Linked DNA regions of Sus scrofa: region 1 is linked to region 2. The links are chromatin contacts, called in public HiChIP or PLAC-seq maps. All regions are on one chromosome and are shown on one strand. The core of a region is the stretch at or near the end of the contact, and the rest is flanking DNA. Distances in the headings are between cores, read along the strand shown. Region 1 has its middle 25 kb from the start of NTMT1. Region 2 has its middle 20 kb from the start of IER5L.

Region 1 (4,007 bases), core at 1,492-3,991, 320 kb after region 2:
CACAGAGAACTCTCCTGAATATTCTGTGATCATCTATGTGGTTAAAGAATCTGAAAGAGAATGGATGTGTGTACATGTATAACTGAGTCACTTTGTACAGCAGAAATTATCACAGCATTGCAAATCAACTATACTTCAAGAAAACTTTTTAAAAAATGGGAGACAAAGAATGTACATATATGTGTGTATGACTGGGACACTTTGCTGTTCAGCAGAAATTGACAGAACATTGTAAATTAAAAAAGAAAAAACAAAAATATTTTTTAAAAAAACCTAACCATATACACTTCACGAAGGAACAATAAAAGAAAACATTTAAACATGTTTAAAAAAAAAAAAAAAAAAAACAGGAAAAACAGTTCAACCTGCCAAGTAGGGAGATATGGGCCTTCGTGGGCCCCTCGCTTACCATGAAAACCGCAGTCTCCACCTGGATCCTGGAGAGAAGATGATTCGCAGCCAAGCCGCTGCCCTCCTGCACCTCGGCTGACCTCTGACTTGAGCAGGAAGTGGAGCTTTGTGGTGATAAGACCCCCGCAACATCGAGGTTGGTTGTTACCGCAGCTTAACCAAGCAAGACCTGACTAAGACACTCTCTCTTCCAGCTGGAGCCACTTCCAACTGACACACGCCTGGCCCGCCCTCTCCCCAACTTCCCTATCCCGTCAGGACCCTACCGCCCAGGACTCCGGACTTAAGAAACCAGGAAGCAAACTGGCTCCTCCCACTGCCTCAGTTTCCACATTTCATTGGTTATTGGGGCCAGATGATTCTCGCGAGAGTCTAAGACTCCTCCCCTTACTCGCGGGAGTCCAAGACTCCTCCCCTTACCTACTGGCCCCTCCCATGGCCCCGCCCCCAACCTGCCTTCCTTGCCCTCCCGGAATTCCTTGATGCAGGGTGGGTATAGCACGGGCACCCCAGTTATGGAGCAGAGTAGGATTCCTCAAGCCGGGGTATGGCGTGGGTGGAATTCAGGGCATTCATGAACTCGGATAGGGAAAAAAAGTACCTCTCATTTTCACTACCCTTGAACTACATGCAGTTTCGCATTTCCTTCAGTGAGGAACGTACTCAACATGCCCTGGATTCAGCAGTACCTGCGGCTTTGTTCCCAGTAGAAATCCTTGATATCTCCAGATCACATCAAAGTTAACGCAGATTTCTCAAAAATCTCACTCATCCCTCCTCCATTTTAAATCCGCTGCTAGATCGTGTTTATGGTTAATAAAGAAGCACATCTATTATTTCATCACAAATGTGGTTTTAAAAAATATTTGATAGCTGTATTTCAAGTTAATTGGCTTCCAGTGTAATCCTATGTATTTGCTATGCATTTCCAAACAAGACCGGGTGTGGAGGTGTCACCAAATGCCACCATGACATGGCACAGAAGATGTCAGGACTCCCCCTGTAGGGGAAAAAAAAAAAAAAAAAAAAATATATATATATATATATATATATATAGGATTTTGGATACAGGGCCAGGAGCCCAACCTGGAAGCCTGCGGGGGATCTAGCAGGGACCCGGCTGGTAGGTGACTGGTGTCCAGGTGGGGCTGGGTGGGAAAACAATGGGGCTCTCTGCTTGTCTGGGCCTCTCTCCCTGAGCAGTGGTGCCTCAAGCCTGGACTAGATGGATTGAGTAGGAAAGTGAACCCAGGAAGAGCTCCTCAGCAGAGACCCCCAGTGGGAGGCAGCCAGCACCCAAGGGAGATGCTGGAGAAATGCTGATGAGGCCACATTGCTGGGCTCCTGCAGGGCCAGGCAAAAGCCTATCCCACCCCAGGCCCTCCTGCCTGTTCCTAAGCATCAGGACACCCCAGGAGCCAGAATCTTTGGCAGGGCCACCTCAGCTTCCCCCTGCCCTGGAAAGATCTTCTTTTCACACTGATTCTGTCCCAGTTTGTGAAGGAGGCCAGAGGCTGCCTCCATGTCCACCCCACCTTGGTTCTCTAGAACCCTCCCTGAGCTGTCCCTACCCCTCTTTCTCTTCCCAGTGGCACAGCCCCCTGCCCCATCCAGGAGGTGGCCTTGCTGAGGTCCCTCCATCAGGCCAGGCTCGGTTCTGGAGGCCACAGCCCAGGCCCCAAGCCAGCCCAAGGAGGGCAGCCCATACTCAGGGATGCCCAGTCCATTTATGGAGATGAGCAAATGCAGTCTGGTCAGCAGATCATTCGGCAGCCATTTAGCAGGCACCACAGAGAAGTAGAAACCTGTCAGATCTGGAGCCAGATGGCCCTAGGTTCAAATCTCTGCTCTGCCACTCCCCAGCCAGGTGGCCCTGGGCAGCAGATTTGACAGTGTCCCTACCTTGAATGTTATTGTGAGGGTTAAATGAATGACTGCAAAGTAAAGTCATAAACACATGTCAAGATTTCCTTTGTGGCACAGTGGGTTAAGGAGCTGGCATTGTCACTGCCGCAGCTTGGGTTCCTGCTGTGATGTGGATTTGATCCCTGGCCTGGAAACTTCCACAAGCCATGGGAAAAACAACAACAACAACAAAAAAAATCCACCTTTATTATTATCATTATTATTATTGTTATAAGCCAGGAGATGGGCACTGTGACACCTGCTGCTAGGTCTCTTTTTTCCTCTTCCATAAGAATAACACGCCCCATTCTTAGCTGGGCCCATAGCCATCCATCCCAGAGACTACATTTCCCAGCATCCCTTGCAGCTAGATATGGCCACGTGACCCAGTTCTGACCAATGAGATATTGGCAAAGTGCTTGGGATCAATTTCTGATGAGAGTTCCTTTAAAGGACTGAGGGGGACTGCTTCCTTTCTTCTCCTTTCTGGGATTAGAGTGTGAGCATGGAGGCAGGAGCGGGAGCAGCTGCTGTATACTCGGAGGTTGCCACTGCCTGTTGAGGATGGCACAGCAACTAGGCAGTAGGAGCCCGAGTCCACAGTGGCCATGAACTCTCATACCAGCCCTGACTTCCAGTATTTACTTCCATAAGGAATAGAAACCATGGTTATTTGAAGTCTGCTCTTTGTGAAGCACAGCAGTGAGGAAGACCCACCATCCCTGCTTCCTGGGACCTCCGATGAGAGTTGGGGAGGACCTGTACCATGTCAACAAAGAAGGAAATAATTGCAGTTGTGAAAAGAGCTACACAGGAAGTGAAACGAGGGGATGGAGAACAATATGGGGAACGGAGGAAGCGTTGATTGACTGGAGGACAGTCCCGGAGGGCCTCTGGGAGGAGGCAACAGTCAAGCTGAGATCAGAAATGGGAGGAGCAGAGGAGAGGAAAAGAAATGAAGCTGCGAGTTCCACTGTGGCTCAGCAGTAATGAACCCGACTGGTATCCATGAGGGCGCAGGTTTGATCCCTGGCCTTGCTCAGCGGGTTGGGGATCCAGCATTGCTGAGAGTGAGCTGCGGTGAAGGTCGCAGATGAGGCTTGGATCTGACATTGCTGTGGCTCTGGTGTAGGCTGGCAGCTGTAGCTGCGAGTTGACCCCTAGCCTGGGAACTTCCATATGCTGAGGGTGTGGCCCTACAAAAAAAGCAAAAAAAAAAAAAAAAAAAAAAAAAAAACCCAAAAAACAAAAAACAAGATGACGCTGGACTCCACCCTGCCAGGAGCACAAGCCAGGGGTGGAGTCAGGTGGTCCCTAGCCTGGCCCTGCCTCCTTCCAGCTATAGGACCCCAGCAAGCCGTTTCTCCCTCTGAGTCAAAGTGCTCAGCAAGTACCTGACACATAGTAGGCGTTCAAAGATGGCTGGAAACAGGTGCAAGAATGAGGTGGGAGAGTTGTGTTCTGGAAGTCTCCCCAGTAGAGGGAACATTTACATTAAGTCCCAGGATGTAGGAGTTTGACCAAGGCAGTGGGAAGAAAGTTCTAGAAGACTGGATCACAGGCCCTTGCTACTCGCCATCCACTTGGAGGCTACTCGTCGTCCCACCTGTCACACCTCCTCAGAGCCTCTTCCGTTTTCTCTGTTTCCACCTCTGGCCAGTCCATTCCAAGGGGCGTCTGAAATCCAGGCT
Region 2 (3,605 bases), core at 895-3,394:
GGTTTATAGGTGCCACGAGGCACCCTGGCTCTTTCTATCTTCCTTTTCGCTATCCTCAGTAGGGAGGCCTTGAACTCACATTGCTGCCTCATGGTCCCAAAGTGGCTGCCAAACCTCTAGGCCTCATGAAAAGGCCAAGGAGCAAAGGGTGAAAAAGTCTTTTCCTTGCCAGATTTTATGTCTTTATTCACAAAGGGAAGTGCTCCCTGGGGACTTCTGTTCCATCTCATTAGCTAGAACTGGTTTGCATGGCCACCTCCAACGGCAAGAGAGGCTGGGACAATGGAGTTTTACAGTTTCGCTCATCTCCACAGTAGAAGGAAAGGGAGAGGAATCGGAAGCCCTTTGGGGCCGCCAACCCACAGCTTTGGCCAAAGGCCTGCATAAGCCTCTAGGAGCGAAGAGTTTGGTGAATTCCGGGGCAAGGAGTGGGCAGGGCTCAGACTAAGGACAGTGGACTGCATCTGGAGGGCCACAGGGAGCCCCAGATGGCTTTTCAGGAGAGGTGATATGGTCATATTTGCACGGAAGCTCTGCTATTTAAACTGAGCACCTGTGATGGGCCGCTGCAGGAGACACATTCCATGCTCACCCTGGAGACCTGACGAGGGCGTCCTCAGGGCTCAGATTAAACGCCACCTCCTCAGAGAAGGGCCTCAGGCTCACAGCTCTCTCCTTTGTGCGCCTCCCGCACTGGCAGCTGTCCCCCCACTTGGCACCCAATGCCAGCCCGCAGATGGCTCCTGGCTGTCCCACAGCGTTGCACTGGGGCACAGCATGGAAAGTGACTCACATCAGCACCTCTCCTGCTTGTAAAATGCTGGTTTCATATCCATCAGCTTTGGTTTTTTTGCTAGAACTATCCTACGAGGGGAGTGTACGGTGCCCTTCTTTCATTGATGGGGAAACAGGCTCAGGCAGGCGAAGACCTTTGCTGAACAAGGGCTGGGCTCTGTCACATTGAGGGAGCACCCTGGGCGTGAGATGTTTTTGTCCCTGGAACTCTTGCTCACACCACTGTGTGCAAGGCTGGGTGAGAGCTGCGTGTGTGTGTGTGTGTGTGTGTGTGTGTGTGTGTCTGTTTGTCTGTCTGTTGGGGTTGGGGTGTCTAGAAGACACATAAGACCCAGGCCCTGTCCTTGGGGAGTTTAACATCTGAGGCTACATCCTTGTACCAGTGGCCTCTGACTTGCCATGTGCCTTCGGGCAAGTCCCTGAACCTCTCTGGGCAAATTTCTCCTTGGGAATAATGAAGGCATTTGCAGGAATGGTTCTAGATTTTCCCAGTCCACCCATCAAATTCACTCCTTGGATTTCAAAGATGCCAGTCCATTTGTTCACACTCTGTTTGCATCTGTCTTTAGCTCAGAAAATAGTCACTATCACCTTCCCCACCCCCTCTGCTGTTTTAGCCTCACGCTACACTCTTTTGTACCCAGTACAAATAATTATTTGTGCGATTAAACGTCCCCTGTCTCCGTGCTTGGCCAGCAAAGATGGGGACCACGTCTGTCTTCATCTCTGTCTTCCCAAGGGCTCAGGGCCTAGCACAAAATAGCTGCTCACGAAATAGAGCAACTGTTATGATGATGACGGTGGTGGTAGGGTCCATAACGATGAAGACGGCGACGAAAAACAGACGCCAGCAGAGACAGCTGCAGGAGTGAAGTGACCCCCAGGCAGCCCGCAAAGCCCTCAGCCCCTCCCTGCTCCTGGGCCGCGGAGGCTTCCTATAGAGACCGCCGAGACACCTCAGTTCCCAGGCCGCACACCGCGGGGGAGAACTACAGTCCCCAGAAGGCCGTGAGGGGCGGTGCCGCCGGCGCTCGCTCCTCCCGGGCCCGCCCCGGGGTCGGGCATCATGGGAGTTGTAGTTCAGCTCCGCGGCCCCGGGCGCGCCTCCGCTGGAGCATGCGTGCACGGAGCAGCCGGCGCCCTAGGGGTTAGCGGTTGGTGGGGGAGTGCATCCCCCATTCCCCCGCGGGGTGTGCAGCTGCGGAAGGCCCTTTGAATTAACCCTCACGCGCCGAGGACCCTGGATAGCTAGGTCGCGTTCTTCCAGGAGCCCTTTAAGGGGCGTGGCTGGGCGCCTGCCCTATCCCTGACTCACCCACTCTTTTCACAAACATCAGCCCCCAGCCGCATCCGATCCCGCGCTTTAAAACCCGTGATCTTATTGAAACATTTCCAGACTCCATTGCCCAAGCATTGTCAACGCTGTGTCTGGTCCTTTGGGGTCAGAGTGGGCATGAGGCGGGATCGCAGACATTCAGCCATCATTAAGACATGAGAGGACCCCATCTGAGTCGTGGGGAGGGTGCCCCAGGGGTACAGGCGGCGGTACAGTGGCCCCAGGTTCAGGCAAAGCTTCCAGAGGACGGTGATATTCAGGCTGGGCTGGGGTTGGCCAGATCAGGAGCAGGGAAAGGTGTTCCAGTTGGAGGCAACAGCATAAGGGAGGGCCCTGGGGCTAAGAGGCCAGGGTGAGAGGTGGTGAGTTGAGTGGGGACATCTGAAGAACCTGGAACCACGATGAGGCAGGTTCATTTGATCTCAGATGGATGTATGACTGTTTCTTAGGCAGAATGGCTGGCCTAAGTTTGACCGGGGGTCAGTGGCAGAGCCTGGACCCAATCCAGGGGCACTGGTTCCAGGTCCTGGCTTGTTCCGCGGCAGGGTTGCAGCAGGAGCTGGTCTGGTTCTGTCCTGGAGCTGTTCCAGGAGCCGGGCCCGAGATGGGGGATTGTGGCTTGGGGGTGGGGGAGGCTCAGCACCCGACTTACTGGGAAGGGAAACTGAGACTTTCAGCAAATCTTGCTGAATGAGCTTCTGTATGAGATCCAAGAAAAGCCTTCTCCTTCTCAGACTCTCCAACTGTTAGGAACCAGCCCTGGGAAATAGGGGAGGGTCATTTTCACACCCTCCCCCCATCCAGATGTGGCAGAAGCAGGGAGGATTCAGGCCAGATGTTGGGGGGTCCGCGGGCCCAGCGAGTTGCGTGGGGTGGGTGGGTGGGCACGGCTGTGTTTGGAGCTCTCCTGTTGAAAATGAGCCTTAACTGGGTTGCTGCTCCGGTTTTCTCTGCTCTGGCACTGTGGCCAAGAGACCCTAGGGACATGCTCTGGGGCTCTGGTCACATCTGAAGAGAGAGGCAGGAAGCCCGGGCCTCAGTTCTAATGGCACCTGGGTTTTACTTCCAGGATAACCTTGGTGTGTTGCTCTCAGCCTGCTTCCTGTCCTTGGAACCCAGGCTTCCTATTGGGCACCTCAGGCTCCCAGGCTGTAGAGGAGTGTTCTGGACACTTGAGAAAGCCTAGCAGGAAGGAGGCCTCTGTGACCTCATCAGGAACGTTGGGCATCGTCTCGGTATGGACACGTCCCCCAGATCAGAGGCCCGGCTGGCTGTGGTTTTTCTTTGATTAATAAAAAATGGGGAAGCAAATCAATTACCCTTCGCAAATGCAATTCAGACGGCAGGAAAAAAATCTCTCTTGAGGCTTGGGGGCCTCTTCTTGAAAAGATTGGAACACACAGAAAGTGTTGGCCAGAGACATCCCCCCTACCAAGTCTGGTGGGAATAGCGCATGTGTGCTTGAATAGGAGAG

Evidence for each region. HiChIP or PLAC-seq counts read pairs in DNA pulled down with a chosen protein or histone mark.
Region 1: a contact with region 2 is called in an H3K27ac HiChIP or PLAC-seq map of alveolar macrophages. The contact joins two enhancer-like sites. A contact is called at or near these places in 1 of 47 Hi-C or Micro-C datasets (subcutaneous adipose tissue) and 2 of 2 datasets of contacts at active chromatin or transcription factors (alveolar macrophages and skeletal muscle).

What each region holds. Positions count from the first base shown.
Region 1 is chr1:269,792,465-269,796,471 of Sscrofa11.1, forward strand. No RefSeq gene overlaps it. Among named protein-coding and RNA genes, the nearest start is that of NTMT1, 25 kb to the right of the region's middle. Within about 2 kb of position 2,742, at least 10 of the 83 cell types and tissues checked have an H3K27ac peak or open chromatin away from gene starts, as enhancers often do. A contact at or near this core is called in alveolar macrophages, where this site is marked.
Region 2 is chr1:269,473,652-269,477,256 of Sscrofa11.1, forward strand. No RefSeq gene overlaps it. Among named protein-coding and RNA genes, the nearest start is that of IER5L, 20 kb to the left of the region's middle. Within about 2 kb of position 2,145, at least 66 of the 83 cell types and tissues checked have an H3K27ac peak or open chromatin away from gene starts, as enhancers often do. A contact at or near this core is called in alveolar macrophages, where this site is marked.